2 separate regions of the Pan troglodytes genome follow, and region 2 is linked to region 1. The links are chromatin contacts, called in public HiChIP or PLAC-seq maps. All regions are on one chromosome and are shown on one strand. Each heading gives the region's core, a stretch centred on a gene start, on an enhancer-like site or on the middle of the called end of the contact. The rest is flanking DNA. Distances are from core to core; before and after follow the strand shown.

Region 1 (2,700 bases), core at 162-2,661:
TCTCACATACAGAAATATTAATATGCAAGACCAAGGGGTATAAAAGTAGGCTAGGTTACTGTTAATTTAATAGCATCTAGGTTAAAATTCTCTCTCTTTCCTCTTTCTTCCCTTCTTCTCTCCATCACCTTCTAGTCTTCTGACTGATTCCAAACAGGACAATTGAAATGTCTTGCCTTCATGCTGAAGAGCTCTTTGTAAATACACATAAACAGTGAATATCAGGTGCACCATTTTTAAAGTGCTACTCATTTCCACAACAGTTTAGGTGAAACCATGTCATCTTACAAGTTGAGTGTGTGTGTGTGTGTGTGTGTGTGTAGAGGATGACGTGACACTTTTGAGGTTTATTTAAGTTGTTAAAGACCTCAAGGTTATAAGACTTAGACTGTTAAGCATTTTTCCTCCCAGAGACACGAAATCTACAATTTTCTCGATTCAACTGTCAACTAAATTGGCAAGTCAACTAAAAGGATAATATTCCCTTAACGATGCATTCATTTGAAGCCCTAGCAACTGTATTAGGCAGCAGCGAGTATTCGCTAGCAAGGGATGGCACGGGGAGAGGGAACTCTGCAATTTAGAGTGACAGATGATTTCTTTCCCATCCATCAAGCTGCCTCAAAATGTCACAATATTTACACCTCTTTCTTGGTGAATTAGAATCCAGAGACAAGCAGACAGAAAGAAAAAAATAATAATTCCGGCCGGTTGCCGCCTGATTGGAAAAAGCAAGCGTTGCACCTTTAAATTCTGCTCCTCCATTCCCCGTTCCGCACACCCCCCCACCCCGCCCCTCCCGGGATTTTGCAATAAATCTCCCAGTTCTGCGTTCAGCCCTGCAGATCCGTATTTAAAACAGCACCATCTGGGAAGGGTGGGTGGCGATGGTGATGCGGGCGCCTTGGAGTTCCTTTGCAGCACGCTTGGAATTGCATCAGACTGATCAGAAATCCCCCCGCCCCCAAGCTCAGCCCCTCCCGCCACGCTCCCCCGCCCGCCCCTCCCCTCCCCTCCCTTCGCGTAGATCTGACTGAGAAAACGACTGGATCTCGGAACAATCTGTGCCCCATTCGCTGCAGGCTTGCTCCGTAAACCCTGCCCTACGCTCCCTTTGTGTGCCGAGCAGCCTATCACCGTCATCTGATCCTAGCGCCTGTTTTTTATCTTTTCCTTCTGAATTTCCACAATATCCTCGCTTCGCCTATGAATCCACCTGCGCAGAGTTGGGATTCTTTCTTTCGTTCGTTAAAACAGTGGTCTTGAGTTTCGGAAACAGATTTTTCCTACGTTCCCCTCACCCCTACCCCAAGCTCTTGCCTTTTAATTAAGAAGAGCTGATCCGGGGAGGAGTCCAGAACGACCAAACCCTGGGGCGAAAACTGCCACCGGGCTTGGCTCTGTGGCCGGAACAAAAGGCCTGAGAAGGGGGTGGGGGTGAGGGTTATAGGAGTGTGGAGAGCCTGGTGGCCCCCGCCCAGGGGCGCCTAAGTCCCTGAGCTCCCCGAAGAGTGGCAAGAGGATAACGCAGCCGCGCGTTCCGGCAGTTCGCTGTCCCCCGGGGGTGCAGGCGGGGGCGGGAGAGGTAGAACACAGGTCTGGGCGGCTCCGCGCCGCTTCTATCTCACCCGCCAAGCCCCCCACCTCCACCCACCGCCAGTCCCCTGCCCACCCGGGTGGCGGCGGCGGCTCAGCGACTAGCCGGCCGCCCTCCACCGGTGCCTCCGGACGCAACCTCGCCCTGGCAGGGCGGTCTGCGCGTCCAGCTGATTGGTGGCTCTGTCCAGCCGCCGCACGGAGCTAAGAGTGTTCTTCTCCACCGCCTCCAGCCGCCCAGGCCCCCTCGCCCGGCCCGCTCTCTGGCTCTTCGGTCCGGAAAGGACCTTCTACCCCCAGGCGGAGGCTCCCCTTTCCCTGAGTTACCCCGACTGACTCGGACCTGGGCTCAGTGAGGCATCCGGCCCGGCTGGGGAGCGGAGCGCGGTCTCGGCAGCTCCCCTTCCCTTGAGAAAGCGGGAACCCTCTAAGCCAGCGCCCGAAACTCGCGGGGAGGGAGGACAGAAGGGAAAAAAAAAAAAAAAGAAAACCCAGAAAGAAACATCCAGCGAGGAGCGAGGGCGACGGAGAGGAAGAGATAGAATGAGGGAGGGATGGAGGCTGGAGGAGGGGGCGGGGTGGAAGAAGGGGGGCGGGAAGGAGGGAGGGAGGGGGAAAGAGAGGGAGGGAGGGATACAGAGAGAATGAATCCTTCTCACTAGAAGAGCTGAAATTACCTTGATTCATTTTTTGTGTTGGAGGTTTAGCTTTACCTCCTTCCCTCTTCCCAACCTCCACCTCCTCTTTCCCCACCGCACACCACCTCCACCGCCTGATTCTAAATGCTACAAAGTCAAATTTTAGGAAATCGAATGTTGTGCAAAAGCTTCATAATTAGTAATGAATCTACTGTACACACACACACACACCAGCAAAGAGAACGGAAAAGAGGGAGGTGAAGAGGAGAAAAAGAGAGATAAATCTTACATTTGAATCAGACATTTGCAGGTCCAAGTTAACTAAACTCATTATATCCGCAGGAAGACTTTCTTTTTTTTCTTTCTCCCTTTGCCCCAGGGTTCTCACCTAGGGCAATTCAAACTGGGCAAATACCAAGAAACAACCCCCTCTCATGCTCTCCCTCTACCTCCTCCCCTCCACCAC
Region 2 (2,700 bases), core at 57-2,556, 840 kb after region 1:
TCCCAAAGAAGATATTCTGTGGACCACATCTAAGGGAAATGTGTCTATATTAAACCTGACTTTTAACAGAAATAGGAAACATTTTGCATTTTTTGCTCCATGGTCATTCTTTGACTGAACAATGCAATTCATGCTGAGAAATGTACTCTCAAACTGTGTATCAGAGCTCCAGAATTCTGGAAAAAAATTTTGTCTTTATCATTTTGATGACTGATCTTAATGATTCCAGTGTGCGATATTTTCTTCAGTAACCAAATGCTTAAACTTCATGTTCTGACATTAGCATAGAAAGCAAAGTGAGCTCAAATGTATCTCCAACCAGTTTGCCTTATATATGAATAGCTTTATCTTCTACCAATAAATAAAATTATCTTCCAGGATAAAGCCTGGGGTTAATCTTGAAGAATTCGAACTTGTGTAAGTAAATAGATTGTTTTTGGAAAAGTGTAGAAGTGGCCACCAAACAGATCATTGTTTATTCAGGAAAAAATAATTCTGTGGTTGTTACCTGTTCCACAAAATGCTCAACCTCATCTTGCTTTGCTTTTTCAGATTCAATTTTCTTTCCCACATCATTCCAAAATTGCAGCTAAATATAGTGCTTTTTAGACTTGCCAAGTTGTGACTCCCTAAAAGTTAACTTGGAAATATCTGTCACAGATATTGACAGAGTGACCAAAGCAGACCTGTGACTTTATTTCAGGGAGAAGTGCCTGGCAGGAAAACCAAGTGATGTTATATTTCAAAGGATTTAGGCAGGCTAGGGAAAAAATGTAGTATCTGAAAGAAAATATTACATTTATTACTTCCTAGTCTTTTAGAAGCTCCCATTATGGCAGTTGCAAACAAACAAATAAAATTACAATAAATTCAAGCAAGCAGTCACACAAATAATCCAAAAAAAGGAAATATGTTTATGTACTCTAGAAACTGAAAGCCCCAGGGTTGATTAGTAATGAAATGCCTGTGGAATTAAAATAACATCAGAAAGATTTTTTAGAATAATAAACTGTCAAAAGTAAACCGCCCTACTCAAGATTCTGCTTGTTCCCCGCAAAGAGTTTCCAACACATTCTGGAACACGAGGAAAGTTCCTCATTTGCAAAAGTACAGCTAGCAGAATAGATAGAAGGAAGGCAGAAGACTTTGTCTTTTCCTTCACTCTTCATTGTGGCCGTGATAAAAAGCTCCAGGGCCTCCTGTCCCTGACCTTAGTCCTTTGGAGAAGGCTGGTGGGGGGAGTGCAGGCCGGGCTCAAGCTTGCCATTAGTCAGTGATCTGTGAATAGCTCTCGGTCCCTTAATGACGTGAGCGCAGGCTCCAAAGGGAGCGGGTGACTCAGAGCGCAGGAGGCTCAGAGATTGCCTGAGCAGCCATTAGCACGTCATTGGTAATCCCAGCGACACCTTTCACATCCGCGGTATTTGTCTCCATGCTCTCCGCGGAAGGCTGCGAGAATGTTTTATTTAAGGGCTCTGGGCTGCCTTCTGCCTGACAGGATTGCTTGTCTGCAGGGCTTACTAACACTTGCAGATCTTCCAAGAGAAGAGGGGTGGGGGATGCGGAATTCCTAGTATAGTTACAGGCCATTTCCGTGAACGCAGACATTATGCCTCTGCACGTTGGAAATTGCATGGCAGATTAAAACTGTAGCCCTTGTCCTTTTACTTCATGACAGAAAGAAGCAAAGGAAAGGCTCAATCATTGCTGCGCAAAGTCTGCTTAATTCCATAAACATCTATTAAACGTCTACTATGAAAGTAGTATAATATAAAATAGCGGTCAAGAGCACATCTTGTGGCATTTGATATAGCTGGATTTGAATGACAGTTCTGTTGCTATTTGTGTGACTTTAGGTGAGTTACTTAAAGTCTCTGAGCCCCGTTATCTGCAGAATGGATATAACAGCGACCTTCTCAAAGGATTGTTGCAAAGGTTAAATGATAACAATGTATATATGGCACTTGGCAAATAATAAGGACGTAAGTGACAGCTATTTGATTTCTATGTACTGAGCACTGGGCTAGGCGCTGGGCTACTGGGGCACATAGGACACAGTTCCTCCTTGAAGGAACTCACAGAGCAAGGAGAAGCAAACAAGGAAACAAACAATTGTAGTGTGGGGGTGATAAGTCTATATTAGCATAGTGGTTCTAAAATTTTAATGTACATTAGGATGACCTGGGGATCTTTTTAAAATGAAGATTTTATAAGGAACTTAATTAAGCAAAAAAAAAAAAAAGCTAGAGAGAAAGAAAGAGAATCATTAAAGAGTAGGCAAAAGACGTGAACAGGCCCTTCTCAAAAGAAGACATACAAGCAGCTAACAAATATGTGAAAAAAATGCTCAACATCACTAATCATCAGGGAAATGCAAATCAAAACTACAATGAGATACTATCTCACACCAGTCAGAATGGCTATTACTAAAAAGTTGAGAAACAACAGATGCTAAGGCTGCTAAGAAATGGAAAGGCCACTGTTTGTGGGAATGTAAATTAGTTCAGCCACTGTGGAAAGCAGTTTGGAGTCTTTCTCAAAGACTTAAAACAGAACTACCATTTTGACCCAGAAATCCCATTATTGAGTATATATTCCAAAAATCATTCTACCAAAAAGACACATGCACTCATATGTTCATTGCAGCACTATTCACAATAGCAAACACACACAATCAACCTAAGTGCCCATCAATGGTGG

The links. HiChIP or PLAC-seq counts read pairs in DNA pulled down with a chosen protein or histone mark.
Region 2: a contact with region 1 is called in an H3K4me3 HiChIP or PLAC-seq map of stem cell-derived excitatory neurons, with 10 times the contacts expected there. The contact joins two enhancer-like sites. A contact is called at or near these places in 1 of 1 datasets of contacts at active chromatin or transcription factors (stem cell-derived excitatory neurons) and 1 of 1 other capture datasets (stem cell-derived neural stem cells).

Annotation. Positions count from the first base shown.
Region 1 is chr9:31,722,495-31,725,194 of NHGRI_mPanTro3-v2.0_pri, forward strand. No RefSeq gene overlaps it. Among named protein-coding and RNA genes, the nearest start is that of BDNF, 63 kb to the left of the region's middle. Within about 2 kb of position 1,412, at least 11 of the 24 cell types and tissues checked have an H3K27ac peak or open chromatin away from gene starts, as enhancers often do. A contact at or near this core is called in stem cell-derived excitatory neurons and stem cell-derived neural stem cells, where this site is marked.
Region 2 is chr9:32,566,390-32,569,089 of NHGRI_mPanTro3-v2.0_pri, forward strand. No RefSeq gene overlaps it. Among named protein-coding and RNA genes, the nearest start is that of KIF18A, 450 kb to the left of the region's middle. Within about 2 kb of position 1,307, at least 11 of the 24 cell types and tissues checked have an H3K27ac peak or open chromatin away from gene starts, as enhancers often do. A contact at or near this core is called in stem cell-derived excitatory neurons and stem cell-derived neural stem cells, where this site is marked.